Linked DNA regions of Mus musculus: region 1 is linked to region 2. A link is a contact called in public Hi-C data. All regions are on one chromosome and are shown on one strand. The core of a region is the stretch at or near the end of the contact, and the rest is flanking DNA. Distances in the headings are between cores, read along the strand shown. Region 1 has its middle 31 kb from the start of Gm39129. Region 2 overlaps Myo16 (myosin XVI).

Evidence for each region. Hi-C and Micro-C count contacts between places; a contact is called where the count stands out from the background.
Region 1: a Hi-C map of the N1E-115 cell line shows a contact between it and region 2, with 2.1 times the contacts expected there. The contact joins two enhancer-like sites. A contact is called at or near these places in 3 of 484 Hi-C or Micro-C datasets (the N1E-115 cell line, bone marrow-derived dendritic cells and bone marrow-derived macrophages).

The regions. Positions count from the first base shown.
Region 1 is chr8:10,706,824-10,709,551 of GRCm38.p6, forward strand. No RefSeq gene overlaps it. Among named protein-coding and RNA genes, the nearest start is that of Gm39129, 31 kb to the right of the region's middle. Within about 2 kb of position 1,433, at least 2 of the 459 cell types and tissues checked have an H3K27ac peak or open chromatin away from gene starts, as enhancers often do. A contact at or near this core is called in the N1E-115 cell line, where this site is marked.
Region 2 is chr8:10,612,184-10,614,883 of GRCm38.p6, forward strand. The region is part of intron 34 of Myo16 (myosin XVI); the gene reads left to right. Among named protein-coding and RNA genes, the nearest start is that of Gm32330, 60 kb to the right of the region's middle. Within about 2 kb of position 1,383, at least 2 of the 459 cell types and tissues checked have an H3K27ac peak or open chromatin away from gene starts, as enhancers often do. A contact at or near this core is called in the N1E-115 cell line, where this site is marked.

The sequences.
Region 1 (2,728 bases), core at 183-2,682, 95 kb after region 2:
GCTTTTTGTGTTTTATAGCACACATTTTTCACCAGGGAACTAACTTATCAGCTCTTTTGCTCCACCTGAAAATCCACACCATCCCTGTGTGCCCCGACAGTCTCTCTAGCCTTTCTCAGTTTTGAGTAGGCTGTCATGAATGTGCTGTGTGGAACGCACAAAGGAACACCTTTGAATCTTTCCACAATGTCAGAAATCATTAGATAACAATAAATTCACTATGTGTGAAAGTTTCAGTGGCAGCAATTTGCCTGACAATCCTGCTCTTCTTGGTGAATCCAGCCCAAGGGAACAGTTTACTTTATTCCTACCTTACTAACATTAACCTGAGATCACACATCACAGAGTAAATACATCTTTCTCTACATTTGCAGGTTATGGGTGACTACTAAGGATTAAAGGCACAGAGTTTCAAAGCCACAGCTAGGATACCAAAAGGAAGGAGCAGGATCTGTTATAGTGATAACAGAGTAAAACTGGGACTGGACTGCAGAGACTGGAACAGCTGCAGCTGAGGGTGTGGCAGATTGACAGCAGAGGCATTGAGCTGAGTCTAGCTGAAGAGACCACATCCAGATTGAAAAAAAAAAAAATGGAATGACAGATAGATATCCAGATGAACAAGAGGACAGGTTGTCTACACTCAAATCCTGTCAGCAGCAGGAATGGAGCCAGGTTGAAGCCTAGGGAAGCTGGAGTTCCCTGCCTCTTAGTCCTTGAGGTACACATCAGTTGTCAGATGGCAGCTGGATGGGACCTCTGCCATCAGAATGTGGGATGGCAACTTTTGTACTGGGTCCAGGTGAAGGGGTTGCACCCTTTCTTGTCTGTGCATGGATAGTGCCAGAGAGATGGTGTTCTGTGTCCACCTAGCCATGCAGGTATCCTCCACTCTCAGAATGGCACCTAAAGCTATTTATGGAATAGAATCTTTCAGAGTGAGAAACCACTGTTTCATGTAACATGGGGTCAACTAAGAATAGGACACCTGGACTGGAGAGATGGCTCAGTGGTTGAGAGCACTGACTGCTCTTCCAGAGGTCCTGAGTTCAATTCCCAGCAACCACATGGTGGTTCACAACCATCTATAATGGGATCTGATGGCTTCTTCTAGTGTGTCTGAAAACAGCAACAATGTACTCATATTCATTAAATGAATAAATAATTTTTTAAGAGAAGTGTAAATAGGACACCTGATACCAACATGAACACAGAGGGACCCCCCAATGGGGATAAAGACCCTAGTTTTGGATTGTGGGAGTCTCAACACCAAACAAGACTGTAGGTGTGCAAATTAATCCCTTACCTCTTGTTTCCTCTAGCAGGATGGAGTAGCCTCGCATGATCTCCAGTGAAGCCTGTCCCTGCCCTGACACTGCTCAGGGGCCACCAAAGACACCTTCTGACATCACCTGTGCATTTGCTGACTCCCCAGTAGCTCTTCTAGAATCTCTCTCAGAGGGACACTCAGTCTTGAGTCTCTGCCAGGAGCAGGTGGAATATAGGGTCAAGTTCTCTCTCACCCCAGGTCTGCTGTGCCTTATGGAGCTGGCCTTTGTTGATCTTCCCTGGATCCCAGAACTATAAGGTTACACACTCATGGCCTCCACACTGACTGAAGTGGCTCTTGAAAAAAACACTCTGCATGGCTTTCTCTCTTCCTTTCATTTTGATTTCTTGAAAAGCGAGGGTCACATATGCCTGTTTTGATTTTGAGTTGGGGATTATTTCTAGACATAACAGTAAGAGGGAAATGTCAACTTATGGAAGCCATTCCAAAGCTGAATGGTTCATCAGCGGGGCCTCCGCAGAGCCTCTGGCTTGTTTCACAGCACATCCAGGGTGAAGCTTCTGGTCTCCTTCTCACTGGCTTATCTGCACACTTCCCCTCTGGTTAGATGACACGCTAATTTGAGAAGTATGTTTCCCATGGCTCCGTGTAAGGCAAGCATCTAACTGGGCTTAATCTCATCAGAACCCTTTGGCCCGCCACTAATAACTTCCTTCCACACTCCTATCTGTGCATTAATCATTGCTTTTGAAAAGTGTTTATCAGTTGCTTCACAGAATCCTGTTTTGCTTTTGGTCAGTTCTGGCTCATCTGTGTTTTTAGGACACATTCAGGTGTACAGTTTCTTGTCTAGTGTGGCCTGGCTGCCTCTGTCCAGGTTTCCCTCCCAGCTGTCCATCAACTTGAGGTATCAGCAAGATGACCCAGGATCAATGGTCCTTAGAGAGCCATTCTGGGTCCTTGTACCTGTGTGTGTCCCTGTGTCTCTTTGTGTGTGTGTCTGGGTATGTGTCTGTTTGTGTGTCTGTGTCTCTGTGTATGTGTGTGTGATTGTCTCTGTGTGTGTGTCTATGTATGTATATGTGTCTCTGTGTGTGTGTCTATGTATGTGTGTATTTCTCTCTGTGTGTGTCTGTCTGTGTGTATGTGTCTCTATCTCTCTGTGTGTCTGTGTCTCTGTGTGTCTGTCTATGTGTCTGTCTGTCTGTTTGTCTCTCTTTCTCTGTGTATGTGTGTCTCTCTCTCTGTGTTTCTGTGTATGTGTGTGTGTGTGTGTGTGTGTGTGTGTGTGTCTGAGTGCATGGTATGACTCCTATTCCTTCAGGAACTTGGAGAAGTCCTTCATGTGTACCCATTAGGTCTCCTGTACCCATTGCTTCACCCTCCAGCTCTGACTCTCCAGAGACGGTTGGAATTGTGTGGGGATATCACGCTCAT
Region 2 (2,700 bases), core at 133-2,632:
CACAGCTCTGCCCTTGTCCTAAGGTCAGTCTCACTGCCTGGCCACCGGGGATGTCACCATGAAAAAAATCCCACCTGACCTCATCTCTGTCCTCCAGATGTGCACAGCTGCTCCTATTGTCTGGGTATGTTGTGCCATTGGCCCTCAGTTCACCAAAGATGCAGGGAGACGGTGGCATTCAGTGGCCAGAAACTACCACATTTTAGGTGTGAGCCAGTTTGTTCAACTTCGGCTTCTTCTCAAATCCAGTAAATCTCAGTGAATACAGTCACGGAACTCCTGAGGTCGTGTCCACGATTTGATAACTTGGTATGGAAAACTACAAAAAGCAAAACCCCTTGTCTTTGCTCTTACCAACCATGCTGAGATGTACACCTGGGATATGCCTTTCATTCTTTGCAAGGGAGAGTCAGCTTGCTGGGGCTCCCAAGAAGTAGAGGGCTAAGGTTCTGAACAGGGGTGCTCCCGACTGTGGACGCGTCTAAAAGTGTTCTCCACTGGCAAACGCTTAGTTTGGTGATGCTATTCTTGCGATTGATAAGTGTGACTTGAGTCAGGTTGCCGCCTCCTTTGATGTTTGCCTGGTTGGTGTTATTTTCATGGACACTCACAACTGCACATCCAGCTCTGTTCTTTTCCTGTTTCCTAATAGGTCCGTGTCTTTCTCCATCATACAGATTTTAGAAATTCTTTACATATTCTGGATAATGCTGCTTTTCAGTTTCATGTGTGAACAGCATTTTGCTTGCTCTGTATTCCTAGCCAGTTGATCATTAATGGGTTTCCTAGTGGTTATCCACTGGTTATCTGTTGCTTATCAGTTGGCTAACTACTGTTCTCGTTAAAAACAAAAAACAGCTTTTGATATTCCTAATAAAACAGGGTCCTCAATTTCCCTCTGAGCTGCCTGCTTCATCATGTGACTTTCCATAGGTTCTGCTTACATCTTTGTTCAGCTAAAAATATTCTCTAATTCCTCTTGGGACTTTCTCTCTGGCCAATGTACATTTTCCCAATGTTCAGAGATGTCCTGTTAACTGTTACTGATTTCTGGTTGGTCTGTCTGGGTCTGAGGATGTACCTTATAATTTCTTCATTCCCTTAAATGTTTGAGCTTTGTCCTCCCTCCCAGGGTATGGCCTGTATTGGTGAAACTTATGGGTGTTCTGGAAGAAGGAGTATGCTCTGCTGTGACTGAACAGAACATCCTGGGAATAGCAGTCAGATCTAGTCACCAATAGAGCTCAGCTCTGACTTCTTGCTCATTTTCTGTCTGCTATTGAACAAAAAGCACCTAGCCCCAGTTCTGATTGCAGCAAGTCTACCCAGCCTTTGTTTCCTTGACTCTGCCTACCCTGCTGTCAGGTCTAGTTTTGGCCATGTGGGGTCAGCATGATATCCCTTTCCCTTTCTCTCAGGATCCTTCCTTCTTGTGAGGTCCTCTTGTCTGGAGCTGGCCAGCTGCTCTATCACTCTTTCCATCCTCGCCTTGAAGGCGGAGCTTTTTATCCTGTGAATTTTCTAAACAATCTCAACAGGTTCCCAGTCTATACAAGTCACACCCTCAAGGTACAGCTAAGAGTGTGCTAGGGATTCTGAGGGCCAAGAAAATACCATTCCAACTCTTGCAACTCTCACCCTCCTGTAAAACACCCATCCCATGACTCAGAATACATCGGCTTCTCTGTCTAACACAGTTGTGTTGCCCATGGCATTGTTAGGGGTCTTATTTATTTTTCTACAACTGAACAATCTTCTGACAGGCCATCCACACTTCCTATCATCACTGATATGGCCGGCCTCAGGAGAATACATTTTGTTGTGTGTTTCCTAGTCTGACTGTTTGTTTTACTTTGCCTCATTTTGCTGGTTCCCTACAGTGACTTCTTTTAGGTTATTTGAAACGCCCTCTAATGTCCACATATATGATTTATTTATTTATAATATATGGTATATATAAATAATATTTTCCTGACTAGAAATACAGAGCAAGCAAAATGTTGTCCACACATGAAAGCAAAAAGCAGTATTATCCAGAATGCATAAAGCATTTCTAAAATTTGTATGATGAAGAGAGACACAGAGTTATCAGAAAACAGGAAAATGTAATATACAATATAATATATTACTATATATTATATATTCTCAGGGCTGTAAAACTTTTTATGTAATATATATAATTATATATGTAATAATTATATATAATATATTATATTGTAATATATCATATATGATATTACTTTTGCTATATGATGTATGGTATGTGATATATGATGTATGATATATGATGTATGATACATTTTTATATATTCTGGTACCTTAACTACATATCCTTAGAAGTGCTTTTGTGGTTGCCTGTTGACTGTAGTAGACATGTACCAAATTTTTGTCTATTAGGGCCAATCATAGTGCCTCTTCTTCACTCCACAACTGACCCTTACTTCATAGTTGGCCCATGTCCATCTGCTTGCATGGAAACTTTCTAGGCAATATTGCTCTCAAAAGACGTTGCCTCAGTTTGTTTTCTGTCATAAATGCACCACCACCAAAAATAACTCGGTGAGGAAAGGGTTTACTTGTCTTATGCATCCATCACAGTCGATCAGCGATCGATCAGCGAGGAACGGCAGAGCAGGAACCGAAGACAGAAACTGAAGCAGAGCAGACCTTGGGGGAACAGGGTGCTGGCTGGCATTCCAT